Linked DNA regions of Hordeum vulgare: region 1 is linked to region 2. A link is a contact called in public Hi-C data. All regions are on one chromosome and are shown on one strand. Each heading gives the region's core, a stretch centred on a gene start, on an enhancer-like site or on the middle of the called end of the contact. The rest is flanking DNA. Distances are from core to core; before and after follow the strand shown.

The links. Hi-C and Micro-C count contacts between places; a contact is called where the count stands out from the background.
Region 1: a Hi-C map of leaf shows a contact between it and region 2, with 3 times the contacts expected there. The contact joins the enhancer-like site here to the promoter of LOC123401609 in region 2. A contact is called at or near these places in 2 of 6 Hi-C or Micro-C datasets (leaf and seedling).

Annotation. Positions count from the first base shown.
Region 1 is chr6H:538,680,747-538,687,630 of MorexV3_pseudomolecules_assembly, forward strand. No RefSeq gene overlaps it. Among protein-coding and RNA genes, the nearest start is that of LOC123405802, 38 kb to the left of the region's middle. Within about 2 kb of position 3,630, at least 1 of the 3 cell types and tissues checked has open chromatin away from gene starts, as enhancers often do. A contact at or near this core is called in leaf, where this site is marked.
Region 2 is chr6H:538,643,323-538,650,765 of MorexV3_pseudomolecules_assembly, forward strand. LOC123401609 (formin-like protein 7) reads right to left here and starts at 1,379. Exons shown (of 16, transcript XM_045095440.1): 1 at 878-1,379; 2 at 1-529. The coding sequence starts at 950. It overlaps LOC123405802, which reads left to right and starts at 3,174. Exons shown (of 4, transcript XM_045099350.1): 1 at 3,174-3,282; 2 at 4,938-5,287; 3 at 5,373-5,834; 4 at 7,232-7,351. The coding sequence starts at 4,940. The coding sequence ends at 7,351.

The DNA of each region.
Region 1 (6,884 bases), core at 2,380-4,879, 40 kb after region 2:
CCTATGACCATGAGATCATATAACTCACGGACACCGGAGGAATGCTTTGTGTGTATCAAACGTCGCAACGTAACTGGGTGACTATAAAGATGCTCTACAGGTATCTCCGAAGGTGTTCGTTGAGTTAGTATAGATCGAGACTGGGATTTGTCACTCCGTGTGACGGAGAGGTATCTCGGGGCCCACTCGGTAATACAACATCACACACAAACCTTGCAAGCAATGTAACTTAATGTAAGTTGCGGGATCTTGTATTACGGAACGAGTAAAGAGACTTGCCGGTAAACGAGATTGAAATAGGTATGCGGATACTAACGATCGAATCTCGGGCAAGTAACATACCGAAGGACAAAGGGAATGACATACGGGATTATATGAATCCTTGGCACTGAGGTTCAAACGATAAGATCTTCGTAGAATATGTAGGATCCAATATGGGCATCCAGGTCCCGCTATTGGATATTGACCGAGGAGTCTCTCAGGTCATGTCTACATAGTTCTCGAACCCGCAGGGTCTGCACACTTAAGGTTCGACGTTGTTTTATGCGTATTTGAGTTATATGGTTGGTTACCGAATGTTGTTCGGAGTCCCGGATGAGATCACGGATGTCACGAGGGTTTCCGGAATGGTCCGGAAACGAAGATTGATATATAGGATGACCTCATTTGGTTACCGGAAGGTTTTCGTGCATTACCGGAAAAGTTTCGGGCTCATCGGTAGTGTACCGGGAGTGCCGGGAGGGGTGCCGGGGACCACCGGGAGGGGTGTCACGCCCCAAGGGGTCTCATGGGCTATGGGAAGAGATAAACCAGCCCCTAGTGGGCTGGAATAAGTTCCCACTAAGGCCCATAAGGTTTGAGAAGGAAAAAACACAAGGTGGAAAGAGTTTCCAAGTGGGAAGGTGGAATCCTACTCCAAGTAGGATTGGAGTAGGACTCCTCCACCTCCAATTTCGGCCAAACCTTTAGGTTTTGAGGCTGCCTCCTCCCCTCCCTCCCACCTATATATACGGAGGTTTTAGGGCTGATTTGAGACGACTTTTCCACGGCAGCCCGACCACATACCTCCACGGTTTTTCCTCTAGATCGCGTTTCTGCGGAGCTCGGGCGGAGCCGTGCTGAGACAAGGTCATCACCAACCTCCGGAGCGCCGTCACGCTGCCGGAGAACTCTTCTACCTCTCCGTCTCTCTTGCTGGATCAAGAAGGCCGAGATCATCGTCGAGCTGTACGTGTGCTGAACGCGGAGGTGCCGTCCGTTCGGTACTAGATCGTGGGACTGATCGCGGGATTGTTCGCGGGGCGGATCAAGGGACGTGAGGACGTTCCACTACATCAACCGCGTTCACTAACGCTTCTGCTGTACGATCTACAAGGGTACGTAGACCACTCATCCCCTCTCGTAGATGGACATCACCATGATAGGTCTTTGTGCGCGTAGGAAAATTTTTGTTTCCCATGCGACGTTCCCCAACACTAGTGTAGCATAGATTTCTAAGTGGAAGTTCAACTTAAGAGTCTCCACTGTAATATCGGTATATAAAACATTGTTTTGGAACCAAAGGCAATTTTGTGTGCCTCTGGGATCTGGTGGGGGATTGCTGGAATTTTGTGTATATATGGGCCAGCCCAATATGTAATTTCAGAAATTCCTAATAAATCCTAGAGGCCCACGCAGCCCATTTGTGCAAGGAAAGAGGTGGAAATGTTTAGTCCCACATCGCTAGTTTAGTGGGAGTTGGACCTCTTTATAAGGGAGGATGTTTTCACACATGTATGAGCTTGAGAACAAGAGAGACATACACGCGCGCTCCTCCTCCTCCGCCGCCCGCCGCGCCGCGGGTTGCGGGAATGAGCCGAGCCGAACTAAATTTTTGTCACGCAAGACTGGTATATGAAAGGCCATTCGGGAAAAGCTGAACGTTTTCACGTTCTTCCTCATGCCGTCCTGCGGCGTGCACCGTTCGTCGGGACAGTAGGCCTCCGAAACTCCATCTCTTCGAGTCCTGTACGGGAGAAGGGCGATAAGGTTTTTGGGAAGCGCTCAGCGCGACTACTGGCTTCCATCACGGACTCCGACGATCTCTTCCCGAACGACGACTTCTTCCCCGACGTCGACCACCTCTTCGGTACTATGGCCAACGACAACGCCAACACCAATGCTCCTGCTGCTGCAACTCAGTACATACTTTTGTGCTTCTTCTTTGAATTCCTATCACACCTTTTTGCTATAGCTTCTCTGCTACATATGTTCCGTTTCTACTCATTACTCCATATGGTACCTTATCTTTGTAGAACGGTTTTACTATGCTCTTTTCTGGATCCTACATGTGCATGTCTTGTGTCTTCTCATCTCTATATAGCTTGCCTTCTTTCGTTGTTGTTATATTGGTTATGTTTTTCCTAGTTTTTTCTGTAATAAAATCCTATGGTAAATTGCTCATATTTTCAACAAGTCGCACGTACGTGCATGCATGTTGCCGGTTGTATCGTACTCCCTCCGTTTCTAAATATAAGTCTTTTAAGCGATTTCACTAAAGGTCTACATACGGAGCAAAATGATTGAATCTATATTCTAAAGTATGTCTATATACATCTGTATGTAGTCCACTAGTGAAATCTCTAAAAATACTTATATTTAAAAACGGAGGGAGTATATCAAAGTATTATATTCGTGTCTTCTTTCCAGTAGACTTACTCTCACGCACAACCCTTTCTTTTTAGATACACATACAACCCAATTGTCAAGTGTATCACGCCTCATACTTGTTCGTGAGCTTCATTTTTTCTTTCCTTTCACTGTTCCTCCAGTGTTGTCCATATATAGACAGCAGCAGAGTGCAGAGCTACAACTTTGAACCATCTACAATACCTATATCTAGTACTTACACAAAAATTTAGGTATGGCAGCAGCCAAATCATGTCAAATACCTGGATCCGCACCTGCACGCAGCAAGGCACATGTCGTTGTGGCACGTCGACCGGGGGACGTCCCCGTGCTGTCTTGGACCAAGAGTTGTCGCCTCCCATCGACAAAGTTGGAGAGGAACGGCAGATCCACCACCTTCGGACCGACATCCTCGCTTCAGAAAAACCACCTTGCCCCGGCCGCCAACGCCGTCGCGAATAACCACGAACGCTAGCGACAGACCGAGAAACTGATCTCGCCAGATCTGAAGAACGGCGAGAAGACCAAGCCACCGATCTGAAGGACCGAGCAGCACACGTTGCCATCAACTCCAAGACGCCGCCGTGAAGGTCGCCGTCAGTGTGGGAATAGAGTTGAGGCAGATTTATTTGCCCGAACGCCGTTCCCACCACCCCAACGGCGTTCCAAGAAAACACTAGACCAACCCTAACAACAAACCGACGTCGCAGCGCCGTGGTCCCCACCTCCTCACGTCCCCGGAGTGGGCAACGGAAGAGGCAGGGACCGGTGGCGCTGTGGCAGTTCCTGGCGATCCCCTTCTCTAGGGGGAGCGGTTCAGGGTGGAGTGTTGTCTCGGTAGTTGGTTGATTGGGATGGTGGTTAACCGGTTATCCAAAGCTGGCTCATGCACTCTGTTTTGTTATAAGTCCACGAGCTTCTGCTGCGCTCAACGGGGTCGGGAGCACGTTAAGTGTCTGCGAGTTTTTTTTTTTTTTGCGGGTTCTGAGAGGGGGTTTTCTTTCCTACTACTTACAAAGGTGTCCTTACAAATATTGCAAAATACATCCAAATCACGTGGGGTGCCAAGGCCTTCTTCCTTTTGCGTCCATCGACGACGCGGAGTGACTCGTGAGGAAAGCTAGTTGCCGCCTACGGTCCTTACAGAGCAAACTTGTTAAAACTCAGAAGCTTATGGAAGGAGTAGCCAAATGCCATTGATGTAGACCGGAAGACTCCAACGATTTCGATTTGAGATTGCCGCCTCGGAGAAAAAAATGACGAAGAAGGCGTGCAGAACGTTCAAGGTCTGGCCACACGGAGTTGCAAACTGCAAAATCCACCGCCCTCTGATGAGACTGCATGCTCGGATGCATGACAACGTTGCTATTTCAACGTCAATGATAAAATAGATAAATGACATCAACATAACCAATTTTAATATGTAAGACACATTTGACACGAAAAGATAGTGGGTAAACCAATATTCCAATGTTTCGTTGACAATCTCGTTGTGTAAAATTTAAATACACTAGATTTGTTTGTTTGTTAATACCTTATCAATATTGTCATTGTATGATGGCAAACGGTATTTTGTAGTATATTCTCATTACTATATGTACCACTGATTATTCAAATTTTAAGTTCTTCTCTCAACCAAAAAAATTATTTAAGAATTTTTAATATGGATGCCAGTTTTAATATTTCTATCCATAATTTATACATATCTATATCTCATAGATAATCATGTGTTAATATGAGATCTTTGTGGCGCATGATACATTCAGATTTTCTTATTACTTTCATAATTTATATGTTTTTAAAGATGCATTTATAGCTATTTTTTCTCTTTGTTCTAAGCACAAAATGAAGACATGCATATGTACTATATATATGCAGATATGTATTAGCAATGCATGTAATTCACAAATTGAATGCGAGACAGGCAATGTAGTGTATATTTAAAAAATCGCATTATGCATATGCAAAATAATAATTGACTTTCCAGATTATTCAACACTTATACATCATGACACCCCTACTTTATACCTGGCCACATTTGATGCAGGTGAATCTGGTTCGCTCCTCTAAAACACAAACGGGTGGAGTGTGCTCATGGCTAGTCATGAGTTCAAAGGGCAAAAAATCAAGTCACACATTAAAAAAACTCCATGATAGATTTTACTTGCTTGTGGATTTGGAGAACCAACGATGAACAACATTACAAAGATAAATCATTGTGTTTCCTATTCACTAAAGGCTCTTTGATGGCGAGTTTACAAATTAACACACCAACATGATCTACTTTAGACAATGATGTGTACACGTCATCTTAGGCTGCATCGACCATTAATCCATTATTATCATAGTTAGATTGTAGTCTTCTCGGAACATGAAGCCCAAAGGAACGTGATGGAGGTTGTACTTGATAATTAGCCTTTTTTATATGATAAAAGCGAGTGTACTTTGATGCCCGGGGTGGATGGAGGGAGACATGGCGACACTAACCATCACGAAGATCGATCCCCACTTAGGGCGCAGTCGATCTCGCGTCATACCTCGCAACACTTGGTTTGAGGTTCCTTTGTGGTGTGATGTTGGCCCTATGGGTGGGAGAATGCACTTGATGGTGATGGGGAGTTTGGGACATCGATCAGTTAGAGAAATCGCAAACACCGGCCATATGTAGGAGAGCAGGATTGAAGGGGAGGTGGAGTCACCGGCCGTGTACACGAGCCGAGCCAGATGTTTTTTTAATTCATCGACAAAATATTTTATTCATGGAGTTTTGTGGGTCATCAAATGGATTCCGTCTTTTTTCCTTTTTACTGGTAGAGTTTTTTTTTCAACGGACGCTATCTTTTCTTCTTAAGGAATGAGTGGATGTTTTATTAACAATGTTGGAGGTGTCACATGACAATTTTTGGACGGCATCATCTATGCTCGGCAAGTTTTCTCTTTTTTTTTCTATCATACATTTACATCAGTGGTGTAGTTAGTTCATATGACATGGATATAAATTTACATCAGTGGTCAATGATTAGTGAGAAGGCTTGAAAGGTCTGGCCATATGCAGGAGCCAATGGAGATGTTCTCTCTTTTTCATGGACATATTTTTTCGATTATTTAATGGGGAGTGATATGCGCCGGCGCACCGGCCCAAACTTTCGGCCGGCCGCACGCGGACCGCACGATCCATCAACCCCCGCGCGTCCGCATCGTTGGATCCGCATGCAACATTTTTTCTCGTATGCAGCAAAATTTCGATACGATGCAACAATTTTTTTAACGGTTGTAACAAAAAACAAAATTTGTAGCAAAAAAATATCTACATGATCGTAGAAAAAACGAATCTGATGGTACGTGGTAACAAAAGTCAAACGCCGGTTGTAACAAATATTTACGTGATGTGTATGCAACTTTTTTAGTGAACGATTGCAGCAAAACATGATGCCGGTTGTAGCAAAAATTAACACGGTTGTAACAAAAGTAAAAAACATCGATTGTAATGAAAAATCCAACGAACTGAAGTTGCAACCAGACGTATATGCAACTTTTATACTGGGACAAAATGTAGTAAAAAATGCTTGCAACAAAAATAACGTTGGTTGCAATAAATTTAGACGAAAAATGTTGCATCCATTGACCAGCGAAGCGCGCGAGTGGGAAAAATATTGCATGGGTCCGCGCGCGAGGGACGACCGATGCGTCGGCTCGGCCGGCGCGCCGTATGAAAACGATTCCCTTATTTAATTAGCAAGAAGAAGAGTTTCACGAATAAGATGTTTTTGAGAAGCCTCTTCTTTAAAGGAACAGATGTACAGGAGCGGGGGAGATGTTTTCTCTTTGTATTACTGATGATTGATGCATTTGCTTTTTTAACTTGTACTGTAGAAGGGTTTCACGGATCCTGCATATGTAAAAATAAAGTTAAGTTACACGGATCCGGATCCTGTAGAATAGTTATGGAAGGAGTCTTATTTTTTTGAGAATAGTCTTATCATTTTCTTTAAAAGGACTGGATGGATGTTTTCTTCAAAACATTACCGTGTCATATTTCATATTTTTGGACTGCCAGAACCATCTACGTTACGGAAGTTTTTTCCTTATCTTGAATGCTAATTTTACAATCCAACGGTGTACTTAATTTTAATGATGTGAATTAATTAGAAGTCTTGAAAATGCTTTCAATTAGTAAATAAGTGATAGTTAAGGCGCACACACATACAAACATATAA
Region 2 (7,443 bases), core at 129-2,628:
GCTCTATCAGCAGGAGGCCACTCAGGCATGACATTCCTCATCGAAATATAGCGCAAGTATCTAATTTGAGAAGGCATGGGATTTAGTGGTGAAAACATCTCCAAGAACTCCGCAGATGATTGCTTGTATAGCATATCCAGTGTTTTTTGCTCATCTGAATACTGGCCCAGGTACAACAAAAGAGCAGATAGCATGAAAGCCAGAATAGGCCAGCATCCTTGTTCACAGTGCATTATGAGTAAGTTCTGCTGACCCAGAGACAGCCAGCTTTCGCTGGACTTCAAGATGCAGTGGACCATTTCGATGGTGAGAATTGGACACCCCTCGTAGTGGCCCGGGTAGTCCAAAACAGTCATGCCATACTCGGATAAAATGTGGTACAAACGGCTTTCCTCCGTCCGAGTCCCGAAGTTGGCGACCATGAACGAGTGATCATGAAAATCTTCTAGAAGATGCGCTGCGATGCCCCTGGTGTGTGCCTCGAACTGGTCCTCTTCCGGCGCATCCAAGGAGAAGCAATGATCGAAGACTGAAACGGATACAAGCGACATGTGTCAGCCATGCTGCTGCTCAACTCTGTTCTGAATTCAAATGGCTATTTTAGCAACTGAAAACAAAGTGAACGCTATATAACTAAAACATACGTGTGTGCTAAAATGGAGGAAATGCTCGAATTGAATTTCTTCACAAATCAGCATTTGAACCATGCTCAGTTGCTTATACTACTAGTTGGGAGGTGCAATCAGCAACAGATCAACCAAACTGAAACCTATTTCCTCCACTACTAAAACGGCCAGCGGGTGTAAAAATGCAGTCGTCTGCTGCACGCAACCAGACCAACGGCAGCGCAGAGGAAAGCAGCTCCATCTCCATTTACCGTATACGTTGTCCGTGATGAGGAGCACCCCGTCGGGCGGCTTCTTGAAGAAGAACTTCCGGAACAGCGCCATGGCCCCGCCCTACTCACCAGCGAGCCCCTCCAATCCCCGCACCGATCTTATCCGGAAGCGCGAGCTCCCTCCAGCAGCGGATTCGGGCCGCCTACTCGCGGAGGAGCCTAGGCCGGCGCTATACGCGCCGAGAGCTGCTCGGCCTCGAGATTCAGGCCGCTGGCCGCTGGCCGCGGCGATACGGCGGGAGAATCGCAGACGAGGGGGGCGACCGCGGCCTGCTCGTCGGAATCTTTCCACGGAGAGCTCCGGGTTGCTCGACGAGCACGGCACGGAGAAGAGGGGTCGCTTCGGTGGATTTGGGCGGTGATTCGGCGAGGGAATGGCGAGAGGAGAAGGTCGGCGAGGAGGAGGAGGAGGAGGAGAGGGAGGCAGGAAGACGACCAGAAGCGATGTGCGTTTGACTAAATTTATTATTATTATTTATAATTAATTGTTTTCCGGCGCAGCTGTTAATCTCTCCTCTGTTTATATGTATGTTTCTTTTACTCTGCCCCCTTGCTTTTGAGAGTTTTCCACTTTCCTGCATCTTCTCTGTTAAAAATGGAGTGGTTTTTAATTTATCGTCTTGATTAAAAATGCTGCCGGGCCACATATATGTCATGATGGATTTGTTTCATTTAAAAAAATGGAAAATTTTTATAAAATATCTACTTGTTGGGTCAACTTCATGCGTAATCATCGTTTGCAATTAAGGCCAAAGTGCATGCGTAAGAGCTGTCTTTTAATGAGATCAGCTGCTGCTAGTCAGAATGGCCCAGGAATAGGCAACAAAGAAAATCAGAACCGGTAAAAGGGTGGTAGCGTTATTAAACCGCTGACCGTCATCGTCTTGGTTTGTGTTGCGTTAAGAGCACAACGTCGGTTTACCGTGGCGGGGGAGGAGTAGCCGTCAGTTGCTTTCACGCACAATTCTACGGAGTACTCCTGCAAGTTAACTTGCTAAATCTTTTGGGTGCTCTGATTTGTACGCTAGATCAAAGCGGTGACAAGGAGGATTTAAAAAATCATCACGGGATAAAACAAATGGAATGGAATGATGTGGAGCGAGTGGTGGGCGATTCGGCCGGGGGATTCCGTCCCCCGGTGGGGCCGGCGCGCGGGTTGGTATAGTTGGCGTTTGCCACCAATTGAGGTGGTGTTTTTGATTTTTTTTAGTCCTGAGGACCGAAGAAAAAAGTTCCTTTAATAGAGGTTTTTTTTTAGTCCCTTAGGTCTTGTTTGGTACTATTGTATTTTAAGAAATTAGTGGGGATTGTACTGGTCAAACCCTTAAATCCCACATATACCATAACACCATTTGGTTCTAGTGTATTTGACATGCTTCACCCCCACATTTCCTCACAGATCCCTAAATTCTAGTGATTTTTCTCAATACACAATACACTATCCCTACCTAGTGGATTGGGAATAAATGGGGATTTGAAGGGATTGGGTAAAGGTTAGGATTTCATCCAATCCCTGTAGGGATTATTTCCACCAATCTCCTTAAAAACCCTAGTATCAAACAAGGCCTTAAGGAAAAGTCTCTCATGTTTCTTTATCTAGGGTGTGTTCAGTTTGAGGATAAGGTGTCATGGGATGGGTTGATTCCGTCCCTGGCAGCCCATCCTCGTGTTCACTTGTGTTTTCATCCGGAACCGGACCGTCCGCATGCAATGGATATTCCTTGAAGATGCTTCATCTACCGATGCCTGGAAAACGTTGGAACCGGCTCGTTATTCATCGATTAAACGCAAAAAAAAAAAACAAAGCCTCACCGCTCACCCCCTCACCCCCGAGAACGTCCCACCCACGAACCCTATCCTCTCCCTCTCCCTCCCAGCCGCCGCTCTCCCCTCCCAGCCGCCGCTCTTCCGTCCCAGCCGCCCTCCCAGCCGCCGCTCTCCACCGACGGTGAGACGACGGCCACCGGCGGGGAAAGAACCGCGCCGACCCCATCTTCGTCGAGCTGCAGCAGGCCCTTCTCCTCCCAGCCCGACTCGCCGCGCCGACCCCATCTTCGTCGAGCTGCAGCAGGCCCTTCTCCTCCCAGCCCGACTCGCCGCGCCGACCCCATCTTCGTCGAGCTGCAGCAGGCCCTCCTCCTCCCAGCCCAACCTGCCGCGCCGACCCCATCTTCGTCGAGCTGCAGCAGGCCCTCCTCCTCCCAGCCCGACCCGCCGCGCCGACCCCATCTTCGTCGAGCTGCAGCAGGCCCTCCTCCTCCCAGCCCAACCCGCCGCGCCGACCCCATCTTCGTCGAGCTGCAGCAGGCCCTCCTCCTCCCAGCCCGACCCGCCGCGCCGACCCCATCTTCGTCGAGCTGCAGCAGCCCCTCCTCCTCCTGAAGGTATGCATCTTGTTGGCCAGCACCATCCCTCCACTTTTCTTGTACTAGGAAAAGATAGGCTTCTTGCTGCTGTTATGTTTGATAGAGTCCATGCATTGTAGATGGTCAAGAGGGTGAATAGAAGGAAGAGGATGATTAGGGGTGCTGTTGTTTTTGTGGTTCTTGCTGCAGTGGCGGTAATTGTTCGTGCCATAATAAGGAAGAGGAGAGCTTGCATTTCCTATGGCCCTATGCATGAAAGAGACCGGCAAAGATTTGATTATCTAAGTAGCAAAATTTGGCAGTGTGATGTGAAGTGTAAAAACATGTTGAGGTTTGAGAGAGCTCCTTTCTTTCATTTGTGTGACATATTGAGGGATCGCAAGTTGCTCAAACCGACTATACATTTAGATGTGGAGCAACAAGTGGCAATTTTTTTGCATACTATTGGACATAACCTTCGGAATAGGGTTGTGGCAACAAACTTTTGTAGATCATTTGGGACAATTAGCATCTACTTTAGACGTGTCCTTCATGCCATAGGTCAGCTGCGTAATGATTATATCAGGCCCCCTTCATTGGAGATCCCAACAAAAATAGAAGGAAATCATCGGTTTGACCCATATTTCAAGGTATTTAAAAAAACTATTCCTTAGCTATTTAGAATATAAATCAGGCCATTTACTATTTTGTCAATATATAGGATTGCATTGGAGCTATTGATGGTACCCATGTGCGAGCATCGGTTACAAAGGATGTTGAAGCCTCTTTTCGTGGTAGGAAGGGATTCACCACTCAAAATGTGATGGCAGCGGTAGATTTTGACCTCCGCTTCACATATGTGTTGGCTGGTTGGGAGGGGACAGCCCATGATGCGACTGTTTTAGCTGATGCATTAGCACGTGAGAGAGGGTTACAAGTGCCAGAAGGTAAGAGATTGCCTTATATTTGTCCATATATTAGTGCAAGCCTTATCACCATTTTTCTTTCTCTTTTTAGGAAAATTCTACCTAGTTGATGCGGGATATGGAGCCAAACCCGGTTTCTTGCCACCTTTCCGTGCCGTGAGATACCATTTGAACGAGTGGGGCAACAATCCAGTTCAAAATGAAAAGGAGTTGTTCAATCTGAGACACTCATCACTACGGGTGACGGTAGAGCGAGCTTTCGGATCTCTCAAGAGACGATTCAAAATTTTAGATGATGCCAAACCATTCTTTCTATTTCCGGTACAAGTAGACATTGTCATAGCTTGTTGCATCCTTCATAATTATGCACTATCTCAAGGGACTGATGAATTCATTATGCCGGAGGTGACGTGGACCACCCAACCAGTTCGAACACAAAGGCAACAAGCAAGTGACCATAGGGCCACGATTGACCGTAGGCAACAAATTGCTACACAAATGTGGGTGGATAGGCAGGCCATGTATGGAAATTGAGTAGTATGGCATATTACATGTCAAAACCATGTATCTTTGAGTTTATGTAATGGCTCGATAATTGCACCATTTGTTCTGTTGAAACAATCTATTATTATGGCTGGACAGAATTTTATTTACTATATTTGATACATTTTCATGGCTGGACAAAATTTTATTTACTATATTTCATACATTTTCATGGCTGGACAGAATTTTACTTACTATATTTGATACATTTTCATGGCTGGACAGAAATGGACACCATTGATCTCTCGGAAGCAAGTGCAACCACTGCTGGAAGTGGACAAGCTGTGTGGACCAACTCCATGACCACCATGATGCTAGGCTTCTTGGCTAACCTAGTTGCTGATGGCAAGAGGACTTCAAGTGGGTTCAAGATGATGCATCACAACCAATGTGCTGCAGCTTTGAACGAACACTTCAAGCTAGTGATCACCGGCGGCCAGGTTTACAACCATCTTAAGAAGTGGAGGAAGATTTGGGGCAGGCTGGTCACATTGAAGAATTTAAGTGGAGCTTTATGGGATGAGGATACTTGTACTATCAGGCTGAGCGATGATCACTATGCAGGTCATTGCAAGGTAAGCTTTGATGCATGAAGATTTGACATGGCCTTCTTAAACAATTTTTGTACTATCAGGCTAATCATTTGAACAATTTTTGTAGGATCACAAATCTGACGTGGCCTTCTTGAATACCCCAATTGAGCACTACCATGCGATGGAGACAATTTTCATGCAAAAAACTGCTACAGGAAAGAATGCAAGGTCTGGTAATGATGACCTTTCCATTGACATAGAAGATGATGACAATGGTGAGGTGAACATGTCACCAAATGTTGGTGAGTCCTCAAATCCCAATGAACGAGCAAAAAAGAAGGCTAAGGTGGTGAAAAATAAGGATGATCCGTTGATGACAACTCTTCAAGATGGGTTCAAACTTGTAGCTGCAGCTCTTGTGAAGTCTGCTGGAGATGACGATACTATACCTGATGACCTTTGGGAAGTTGTCTCCGGCATTATTGGATTTGCTGAAGGATACCTTGCTCACTACTATGCCCATCTTGTGGACAATCCCAAGATAGCAAGAGCTTTCATGTCGCTCAGCGACTCTAACCGGTTGATTTGGGTGAGTAGGTATGTGACGAAGAACTTCACATGATGCATTTATTGTATGGACTAGCGTGAGATGATGAACTTGTATCCAACTTTAATTAGGAGAGCTTTTGGATGACTAGCATGTGAACCATATGTATGGATTGTAATGAACAATATTTCTTTTCGATGATGACCTTGTGATACGGTTGCATCTTATGGTATTTCTATTGAAAATCTGTTATATATGCTATTATATATTTGTTTGACTTGTGATCATATACTATTAAATTGCTTGTTGAAAATACAAAGAAAATGCTGTCAAAATTTTAAATTATATGTTGTCCAAATCTGAGATATATATGAGCACATTAGAGGTAATCTCACCATTCATATGAAGAGGTGAGTGGAATGAGATTCTTCTCATTTTACCTCCCAAACCAAACACATGGACAGAATCAACCCATGCCATTTTTTATGTCCAACCGAACACAAGAATGGAACCAACCCATGCATCCGGAATGGAACCATGACATTCCATGCATTTTGATCCTCAAACCGAACACACCCCTAGGGACTAAAAGGGATTTTTTTAGTCTAATCTTTACCTAATAATAATAAAGAGGCTATCGCTTCCGTCGGAAAACCCACCGAGGTGATTTTACAAAAAAAAAACCTTACTGTTTATGACATTAAACTCGTAGTATATATTAAATATTTTTTTAAATACTCATATCTTTTAAACCGTAACTCTAAATTTAACATATTATACATGGAATTTGATTAGAAAAATATGTAGAATTTAAATATGATATTATTTTATCTGTTAAACGTTTAATAAAAATACTATCTAGGGTGCAATCTTAATAAATAAGTCATTATTCGTCTTTCGTTCATACCGGTACTCATCCGGGTTGGGGATGAACACGTCAACAAAATCAGGATTAGAGATGAAACTGAAGCTCACTTGACTGATTCTTTGTACGTATTAAATCTACATACAAGCCGTGTTAAAATAGAAGACCTGTGAAATTTTGAACTGCATTTTTATAGGATAAGACCATCTTTATTTGTATCGAAACTATAAATTCTCAAATTATAGATATTTTTTATAAATTAAGAGCGTGTGCCGTGTGGTATTTCTTTCTTCCGTTGCAACGCATGGGCCTTTTTGCTAGTCCCTCTAAGGCCTTGTTTGGTACTACGGTTTTTGAGGAGATTGGTGTGGATAATCCCCACAGGGATTGGATGAAACCCCAAACTTCATCCAATCCCTTCAAATCTCCATTTATCCTCAATACACTAGATAAGATAGTGTATTGGGTATTGAAAAAAATGCACTAGAATTTAAAGATTTGTAAAGAAATATTAAGATGAAATATGTCAAATACACTAGAACCAAATGATGTTATGCGATATGTGGGGTTTTAGGAGGCCGGGCCGGGCCGGGCCGTCAGCCTGCATAGCGACGAGACGTTAACCGAAGCAGTCATGTACGTAAAAGGAAATGTTTACATGGTCCTTTTTGGACGCAGGTGGGCGGTAGCTTAGCATTGTAGCAGCAGTTGGTTGATAATGATGATGGTGGTTAACCGGTTATCCAAAGCTGGCTTTTGTTTACAAGGTGCCCTGCTCCACAAGCT